Linked DNA regions of Anser cygnoides: region 1 is linked to region 2. Evidence: chromatin contacts called from public Hi-C data. All regions are on one chromosome and are shown on one strand. Each heading gives the region's core, a stretch centred on a gene start, on an enhancer-like site or on the middle of the called end of the contact. The rest is flanking DNA. Distances are from core to core; before and after follow the strand shown. Region 1 overlaps MCC (MCC regulator of WNT signaling pathway). Region 2 overlaps MCC (MCC regulator of WNT signaling pathway).

What was found. A called contact is a pair of places that touch in the nucleus more often than the background predicts.
Region 1: a contact with region 2 is called in a Hi-C map of liver, with 2.9 times the contacts expected there. The contact joins two enhancer-like sites. A contact is called at or near these places in 5 of 7 Hi-C or Micro-C datasets (fetal liver, granulosa cells and liver).

What each region holds. Positions count from the first base shown.
Region 1 is chrZ:23,691,825-23,696,619 of Taihu_goose_T2T_genome, reverse strand. MCC (MCC regulator of WNT signaling pathway) reads right to left here. Exons shown (of 18, transcript XM_066988301.1): 16 at 4,024-4,121. Among named protein-coding and RNA genes, the nearest start is that of DCP2, 39 kb to the left of the region's middle. Within about 2 kb of position 3,024, at least 1 of the 3 cell types and tissues checked has open chromatin away from gene starts, as enhancers often do. A contact at or near this core is called in liver, where this site is marked.
Region 2 is chrZ:23,550,064-23,555,094 of Taihu_goose_T2T_genome, reverse strand. All of the region lies in intron 3 of MCC (MCC regulator of WNT signaling pathway), which reads right to left. Among named protein-coding and RNA genes, the nearest start is that of MCC, 48 kb to the right of the region's middle. Within about 2 kb of position 3,689, at least 1 of the 3 cell types and tissues checked has open chromatin away from gene starts, as enhancers often do. A contact at or near this core is called in liver, where this site is marked.

The DNA of each region.
Region 1 (4,795 bases), core at 1,775-4,274, 140 kb before region 2:
GGAAGGGAGAGAAAACTGTTTGCCAGTCCTACTGATTGCTCCCCCTTTCCCTCTACATGGTGACTTTCCAATTAACAGCATCACTTAACAGCTTCTCTGTGTTCACAAGTCCTCAAGGGATGGTAAATGTACTGCTTGTTGTGTTGCCAAATGGAAAGTCACCCTTTTGCGAGGTAGATACTGAATCACATCTAGACTGAGATAATTCGTGTAACCGTGCACAGCCCTGAGATCATCATTTTGTGCCCACTGATTACTCAGCTGGGGTCTGAACAGTCACACTGGCTATAGTGTGTTTTGTCTGCCATGATCGTCACCACCCTTCCTGCCCAAATATCCTATAAATCTTTAAATACATACAGAAAATACAACCCTGTGCAGAAAGAAAAGCTATCAGAAACTGGCAACGCAATGTGAGGCTGCAGGAGGACTTCAACAGCTACAGCATTCCTACCAAGGCTTGGGGAGAGGGAGAAGTTTCAGTCTTGCCAGCTTGGCCATTTTTCACAGAATGAGCAAACTTAGTTTGGAAAAGAAAAAAAAATTAGTTGCCTCACCATTGTTATCGCCCTGCTAAAGCAATTTCCCTTCTGGAAATTTTCTTACTGCCTCCTTCCTGCCGTATCTAACGCATTTACAACCATGTATGTGCTCACTAAGTTAACAGCTCACACAAGTAATCCTCAGTGCTCCTTTCCCCTCCTGCAGCAGAGCAGAACACGCCAGCGAGGAACATGTAATTTTAGGGTCTTCCTCAGAGACTGTCTTTGGGGCACTCAGACCAGATCCTCTCTCATAAAACTGGCCTCTGGCACAATCACTTGTGCATCAATGCCAGGCCATAAGGCTGCTGGGAATACACTTAGCTTTCCCAAGAATAAAGTATTTCCTGCCAACAAGCTTGTTTATGGATGTGTTAAGCTCAAGAGAATGGTATTTAGAGGCTTCATGTCCATTGACACATTCCATCATTCCACCAAGAAAGGAGAGGAGGAAAAACAAAATTGCTAAAGTCTGGCAGAAAGTATTTACTCTTGGCTGGAACAGACCCTGTCTCTAAACTAGCGGACCAAGCCTGCGATGCCACTGCCTTGGTCACCCAGATGTAACTTTTACAATAAGGAACTTGCAGGTAACTTGGATTTCTACTAGTTAACATGGTGGTCATGGATAACAAAAGCCATTTCTGTGGAAAGCCCATAGGATGGGTTTTGATGCTAAACACTGCTCTGGGAAATCCTGAGTCCTACTGCAACAAATGCGTTAGGAAACAATAAAGGAAGAAGTGCTCCTGCCTTGAATTTCTGCTGATGGGCACGACCAGTGGAAACTCAGGGAGTTTCAAGACACATTGTTGGATTCCAGATTTAAGAGAAAGTCCAGGTCTGCAGAGAGAAGATAGGCTACTTCTGCAGACAAAACTGTTCTGCTGCAAAGCTGTTTGCAGACTACAAACGTACAAATGCTTCCCAACTACACTAAAATCCAAACCATAACTGAATCCTGCTGTTTTATTTGGGTTTCACTCTATTTCAATTAACTCAGAAGAACCTGACAGCTCTGCAGCAACAGAAGGACAGAATGGGAAAGCAGCAGTGGGGGGGGGGGCTGCCAGAGCTGTTGTCTCTGTGAGGACAGGATGGGGAGAGGGGTAGCAAGCAGGGCTGCTGATTGATATCACATTCCCTCTCAGAGAGACAGAATCAAAAGCAAATGGATTTTTGAATCGCCAAGTCCAAGTCTCCTCACCTTGCAGCTGCTGGCTGTCCCCTGCACCAGTGTCTGCTGCCTGCGGGAACAGCAGATAGGCTCAATGGCTGGTTTCGTCCACTAATTACAACCAGTACCGAAATACTCCATTTGCATTTAAATGTTGCCTCTAGACTGCAGACTCAGTGTGCAAGTATTCACTTGTTTCACATCTTCCTCCTGCCACCCACCAAAACACAGTCACTGTGCAACGTATTTTTTTCATTTTTAATTCTGGTCCTAGTTCTTTGGTGGTGGGAGGGTCCAAGGGGGAGCCAACAGGACCTCCTGGTTCACAAGCAGTGTCAGCACGTGTTTTCCCATGCAGGCAAGAAGGGCACTGAGGAACTGGCAAAGAGTTAAATCCACCTCTCCCTACAGATTCCACTCACCTCAGGCCGTTTTGTGTTGTTGTAGCACAGAAGAAAATATATTTCAATTACTTTGAAAACTCTTCTGTGAATCCACGAGGGTATAAATTTCATTGCATCTGAGGCTCCCATTTAATGCCAGTACCACAGTTAGGAATTACTGGTATTTTTTAGCATAGCCGTTGCTAAACAAGTTCCAGTATGTTTTTCTAACGTGCTAGACAGACTTTCTAACCATTTCCAGGCAGAAGACTTCAGGATAAGGAGACTAAGCATTCAGGCTGTCTTGGCTGGCACACTGATTAGGGAGAAAAATACCCTGTCCATACAGCTCACGGAAACTGTGCTTGAGCCCCACTGGCAGTAGCAATCACATTTAGTACAGTCATATTTCCATTACACAGAGAGCCTTCACTCCAAAATTTATGTACAGTTTAATCCGATTATTTTTCTTCCCCATTTCTGCCTGACAAACTGTACTTGCTAGGCCCCTGGCTGGAAATCCATGCTAATCAACTTAAGGCATAGTAGAAAAAGCAATTTTTTTCCTCTGTGTTGTCAGCAAACCACATTTCATGACTTTACTCGAGTTTCTACTAAGGTCACTGGCATCTTCTCAAAATCCAGGAAGAAATAACAAGACCAGGAAAAAGCTACAGTTTGTGTGAAGACAGAAAATGCCAGTGGAACTGCCCACTGGACTGGACTGGAGTGTGGGGGATGTGGGGGAGGCCATGGCTCTGAATAATGTTTATGCGAGTAACTTTGTTGATGGTTTTTATCCACCCACACAAAAATGACAGTTTTAATTATTTTAACCACAGAATTTTGTTTCCTGCATCAAGCAAACTAAGTATTCAGTGACTGCCAGACTATTAAGCCAATGGTATGAGATATATTGATTTTGCAGTGGTAATGATCCTTACATTTTTACGTAATGCCTTTCAGGCTTAAGTGTCCCTGAGGCACACTGGAAGTTGCACTTATGAAAAAAGCACTTCAGGACTGAAACACCAGAGCTGCCTGAGAGAATATTGTACCATCAGAGAGGGAGCAAACATCAGAAAAGCAAAATACACTCTTCCCAGCCAAAATTCTTGATAGCACTTTGGACAGGTTCAAAATACAATAACCTGATTAGACATTACATAGCCATGTCTTACATAAGGTGGAAGAAGTAACAGAAACAACAATTGAAACAGTGAATGTATTAGTCATGAAGTTTACCAGAGTTGGTCCAGTGAAAACTGCTGCACAAACAAACATCTAGTTAATGTGTAACTGTACTGAAAGCTTTGGCTAAAACCTGGCTATTGATAACAGCAGTTCGTCAAGACATCAATTTTCTCTCTCATTGGAAAGCTAATGTTTCTTGCAACAATGTTCTCTGTAATTGAATTGTGGCTCCCCTTACATACTCAGGAGGCAAATGCAGCATCTGAGTCATCAAAATCACTGTTAATTCCCACTCCTGTAACTCCTTCCCAAGTTCTAACCTGCAAACAACCTTCTTAGCCAAAGATCAGAATTCAAATTCCACCTTTATTAAAGGTTTTCTGCATGCCTTCAAGCAAGTCATGTCACTGGTTTGTGTCCATATTCTTGCCTGAATATGGAACAAACTTCCTGTTATTTCAAGGGTTTCTTAAGGATAAAGCTCACCTGAATTTTAAAGAACTTTAAGAGGAATGGAGTGGAGCACCATGGAAGGACTTTTATCAAGTTAAGAACAAGAGCAAAAGAGAGGGGAAGATTAGAAGAACTTTGATCCTTTTCCATCTCACATGAAAAATCTGTGATCAATCTTAAGAAACACTTGAGGGTAAGAGTATGGGCTTGGAACTAGAAATCTCACCCTAGACCCGCAGAACAAGTCATGTCTCTGGTAAGGGAAGACGCTTACCGCCTGAGTGCATTTGTGAGTTCAGCAGTCAGTTCACTCTCGTTGTATGGTCTCAGCTCAGCTAGTGTTAACGGTGTTGCGGTGCCATCGCTGCATTCCTGAGAAATGAGGCAAGATCATCTCCATTGAATTTACTTACCATCTTAATGGAGAAACTCTTATAAAGCTCTATGTACGCAGCTACTTTTGAAATGGAGGTGAAATAAAAATCAGTGTCAAAAAAATACAGCAGCACATCAATATAACAAGAAATGGACTAGCAAATTAACACTGTACAAATCCTTCTAATGTTTCCTAAACTACCACAGTTCACTTATTTGCAAAATTTTGCTATAGTGTGCATAAACTGGTGCCTCGCATTGCTCTTGACTGCACACTTCAATCAAAGAATGTAGATGATGCTTTGCCAGAAACAGTTAAGTAAGGGCACAATTATACACTAGTTCCGGATTTTAAACACACTTAGAAGCACTAGAAGAACAGGATTAAAGTTTTTCTAGATATCACTACTTCTTCATGCAAATTATTATCACTGGGACGGTTAGTGGATGGAGCAGGAGTACAGGTGGTGTTTTCATCTATCCCTACAGTGGCAGGGAGGGATACAGAGAGGACAAGGAAAGCCCACCTGATTAACACGTGGCTCAGAGGCTGGTGCCAACACAGAAATTTTGGTTTTTTTTTGACCATGGGGCGCTTTACTCAGCACCCGGCCTGATGGCCGCAGACGGGTCCCTATCTCTAAGGGGAAAACGGATCCCAGCCCAGGAGC
Region 2 (5,031 bases), core at 2,440-4,939:
CAAATACGTTTTTCTAGGATCAAGGAATATTAAAATATCAGGCAGATAAGTTACATAATCTGTCTTTTTTTCATTAGAAGGCTGCAGAAGAGCATTATCTGTGCTGACAGTGTCTGGGCATTTTGAGTAATCTTTTTATAGTGCTTCAATTTAATAACATCCAAGCTTGGAACACACTCTGTGCCTGATAAGCAGCTCATACAAATCCAGAAGGTAAACATTCTTTGAAGTCACTGTATTTTTTACACCGGAAATACCAGGCATCAGTCACACCGTAAATTACATACGTTGATCATGCCAGAAATAGAACCCCCGCAGCTAGACTATGGATTCAATCTCATGTTTCAACCCATGTTTCTAAAATCAGCAGCACAGTTCACTGATAACATAAGAGCAAACTTGTCTGTTAATAAACTGTGGATGTATGTCCAAATGATGCAGGAAAAGCTGGCTTTCCCCTTTCAAAGAATGGTTCCACCTATACAATATAGTTTCAAAAGTTTCAAAAATAAGTTTTTAAAGTTTCAAAATAAGCTATAAAAATAAATTAGATTTTTCAAAGAGATGAATAATCCATAGATTTGTGGAACAGAAGAGCAGTGAATGCAATCTAGAACCTGCATTCAGACTCTATAGTTACTATCCTGGAACACAATCAATAAAGTTTCCCATTAAAGTCTCTTCTGTAAATTAGATAGCTACATCAGTGTAACTGAAATGCACAGCAACTCTTTAAATTTTTTAATTATATTTCACATTCACTATCTCAACACCCCTCAAGACAACAATATGTTAAAATGTCATATTTCTGAAGTTGTCACATATGCCATTCAAATCAAGAAAAAGGACAAGCAATGGGCAGAGTTCACCTAAAAAAGACTTTTAAAAAGGTACAGCAAACTGTCCCTCACCACCTCTGTAGCAATGAAACCAAGAACACCCTTCTAAGACTACAGATATTGCTACCAGTAGAGTTTTATCCAGATCTCCACTGGAATCCATTTAAGAAAGTTTCTCCTTATGACACTTTGATTTAAGCATACTGGGTTGCTTTGTTCATTCTTCCAAGACTTATGTGTAGTGTCAGCCGTTGCTCAGCAGTTCACAAACACTGTTCACCTTTTCAGTTTATCTACTGAAATCAAGTAATTTAAAAAGATGCCATGTTTAGTATTGGATAATCACATTTCACTCAGCTCTGTTGCAAGACCGCAATGTTTCAAAGGATTGTGACAATACCACAACTCCCAGAACATCATCATCTGCTTGGCGAAAAACATACACCCTCTCTGGTGGGCAGATGCTGTACATGCTTTTTTATTACAGGTTCCATACACCTTTCACACTGAAGGCCAAAGCCACGTCCAGCAGCAGAAACAGGCTTCCAATGGGAGATGGTGCTAATCTGTTCACAAGAAGTACTGAGAGTGCACTTGCAGGCCTGTTGCACAGCCAAAGACCATTCAGGAAGCAGATGCGGCGTGACATTTGCTCACTGACTGTCTTAATAGGACTGCCAAACCCAGAAGACAGAACAAGTGTTTGAGATTTAATCCCAGCCTTCAATGCATACAAAACCTGTTCCCTATTCCATCAGTGCTATTTCCTCACATGCATGTACGGTATGAGCACAAGCTGATGCTTGTTCTAGAAGAGCAGAGAAACACATGGGAAAGTACCTCAGGGTGGGGACTGCTGCTGCTGAACTTTCCCCTTCCCAGAGGGGCTCAGCCCAGTGTCCTGCACCTCATCCCGCAACTCCTCTCAGACTCACTTGCTCTCTGTCTAAGGCTAGGAAGTGAACATTTTGGCTTGCAAAAACCTAACTCCCAAGCACAAAGAAAGAAGCAGAAGGTATAAAGTATGCACCTAAATCAGCACAGTACCTTTTAATTTTGCTGTGCAGAAAATATATCCTTTTTTTAGAAATTACATACCATCAGCTTATATACTGAATGATAAAAAGAACATAAACGGTAACATTAAACAAAACATTTGCATCTAAACTGCTGAATATATTGCAATACTATAACACCAACACTTAGCCCACAACAAAATCTCTTTGACGTTGTCTTAGCAGCACCAAGTTCACTAGCCTCCCTCTAGTGAAAATTGTATCCAAGGATGTAATTTGGCTCTTGATCCAAGGATATAATTTAGCCCTTAAGTATACAACTGAGAAGGACATCACAAAGCTCAGCAATTTATTCCCTTAATGTTCCTACATTACTCATTTGAACTGTCTCAGATTAGGCATGTGCATGACTGCTGACCTTATTTAGCGTGACAGCTGTACTAGGTCAGACCACAGATCTCCCTACCTCAGCACACCCGTATCAGTGGATAGCTAGGGAAGGGTACAAGAACAAGCCTAGCATGTAGTAGCACCTCCCTGGAAGGCTACTTCAGCTTTAGCAAACTGAAGTTCACGGACTTCCTGAGGTAGAGTCTTTGAATTTGGAAGAAGAAAGTACAGGTTAGACCATCCAGCTTCTTCCGTACAAACACCTCTTTCTGCAAAATTACCAAGTGAATATATACAAAGCATATGAATTCTGATACAGTTTCATTTTAACTACATTTAAAAAAAAAACAACACAGAAACAGTATAATTGCATTTTCTGTGCACTGAACTACTGACTTGTACATGTTTTCAGAGACACTCATGATGCTGGCTTTAAGTATAATCACATAGTGTACTCTTAAGGTTTACAGTACTGCATGACTAAAAAAAAAAAAGAAGGAATCCAAAGAGCACATGCCTAATTTGTGTGTTATGTATTGTATACACATCACATCCATACTTAATGAAGCCTTAAAAAGCAAACTCCACAAATAATGTTAAAGGCATAATATTGATTGGCAGGTGAAAGCCCACATAGTTGGATATCACTATTTACTTAAAAGGTATCAAAGCCTGTACTGCATTCCCATGGAGTACAGAAAGAGTCATCTGCAAAATTCAGATTTTTTTTTTTTAAATTTGCCTCTCTTAATGTATCACTTACTGAAAACAAACAAACAAAAACAAACACTAGCACCACCACAGAAAGCCTTGCAACACAAGAACAATGTTTTTTCTACCACTGTATTTAGTTACAACACACTGAATCTCCCATGCAAACAGCACATTGGCCAATCTTTCTTTGAACAGAACGAAAATAAGATTGAAGGGGAAGAAAAGCAGAGAAAATAAGGTAACATACTGATATACGGATCAATAAGCAACAGTTTGAACTCTAAAGCTAGAAACCACAAAGTATGAGTTTTGTACAAGTCAGACTGACCTGTGATAGAAATCTGATTATTTTCTATTTTTATTTAATTTCTGCATGACCTTTGGAATGGAACAGGGAGAAGCAAATAAAGACTATCAAGATTTCTGTTTACCTGGACAAGAGTATAGGAAGAGCAAACATCAACCACACAAAAATTTCTACAATTACAGCTGTGTCTTGAAAAAATTATGTAGCTTATATTTTGCCCATTTCCCAAAGAGAGATCTAAATCTCAAGCAAAGAAAGTTTCAATACAAATGGAATGAGTTGCAATAATTTCATTTTCTATTTTGTCTAATGCATCCATTCAAGAACACATTTACTATACCTCCAGGGCTTTGTAGTTTTCCTATTTATTTTAATAATAGTAGTTTCATGCCTAGAACTTCACATACTAAAACAAAGAGACAAAAGCACGCACCTACAATAAAATCCACTGTGCATTGTAGACTTTCTTGGTCTGTCATTCTTTTGCCATGTAGACATACACAGTGGTAACAACCACTGCAACAGGAAAATATGAGCTGACAGTAGAGTCAGAGTTTCAAGTGAAAACAGAGTAGGACTGCACTAATTTCCTCTTGTAGACAGTTTCAACTTCTCCCATTGAACACAGTGCCTCTGTCTTCGATTGATCAAAAATAAATATGGCATACAGAAGGTATAATCAGAAAGGAAGGAAAAGGGAAACGCATGACAAAGATGTGAGAAACACAGAAAGACTTTCCCAAAGGCTTCCTGTCTTCAATAACAACAAATACAGCAGTTCAAATCAACAGTAGGAAAAGGCATAATGGAAGCATGCAAATTACATGGAGAAAACAGTTGGCTGAATAATTAAAGGTAAGCAAGTAACTAACTGCATCTCTGAGTACTTATGCGTATTCTCCCATGTAGGGCTTATTTCTGTAAGCCCTCCATGTTTCATTCAGAACGTGCTTTTTTATTTGAAGACCAATACTGAGGCTGACCTGGCCCTTTGAGTGAAACAGACTAAAGCATGCTTACACAAGCAGCTCAAATCACAGAGATGATAACCAGCAGCAAAGAAACGATGATTAGCAGCTGGGGAAACTCAGGAGCGTAACATCTTCACTGGTATGTTTGCAGTCAGAAAGGGGCCTACTTCTAACTCATCTGTGGCACCAGACTACAGATGTAAATCAAGTATTAAAGTAAGCTCATTGGAATAAACAAACAAACAAAACGTTCCATGGTGCATGGACACAGACTTCTTTTGATATTTCTCATGTTAAAACATTGGATGCAGAACATACTTACAACAAAAGTCTTATTTTGTGATGGGTAAAGTAAACTTGAACAGGTAATGTTTCAAGGTAGAAGTGTCACTGCCTGCTCCAAATAGCTAAGCAAGTATCAGATTTTTGTGACACTCCACATTGTGTGTGACCCTGGAGCCTTGAAAATCAAACGTTGAAGGAATAGAAAGCAGTGAACAACAGACCAACAAGAAAAGTGTAGCCAGGAACCCCATGACAGACTCTTTACAAAAATAACCCAGGCTTTTATACTGAGGTTATGAACTCAATCTATGCTGTGTTGCCGGTACACAATTTCTAAACAATCATTTGAAAAAGTAACATAAGAGTTAATTTAATTGAACTATTTTGTAGTTAAAGGAGGAATATATACAGAATTTCTTTTAGTAGAACTCCCCAGCCACAAACCTACCACTCATCTTGCATGGCAAGATACTGCACTGGCTTAGGTCTCTCATATTTACTTTGCTTTC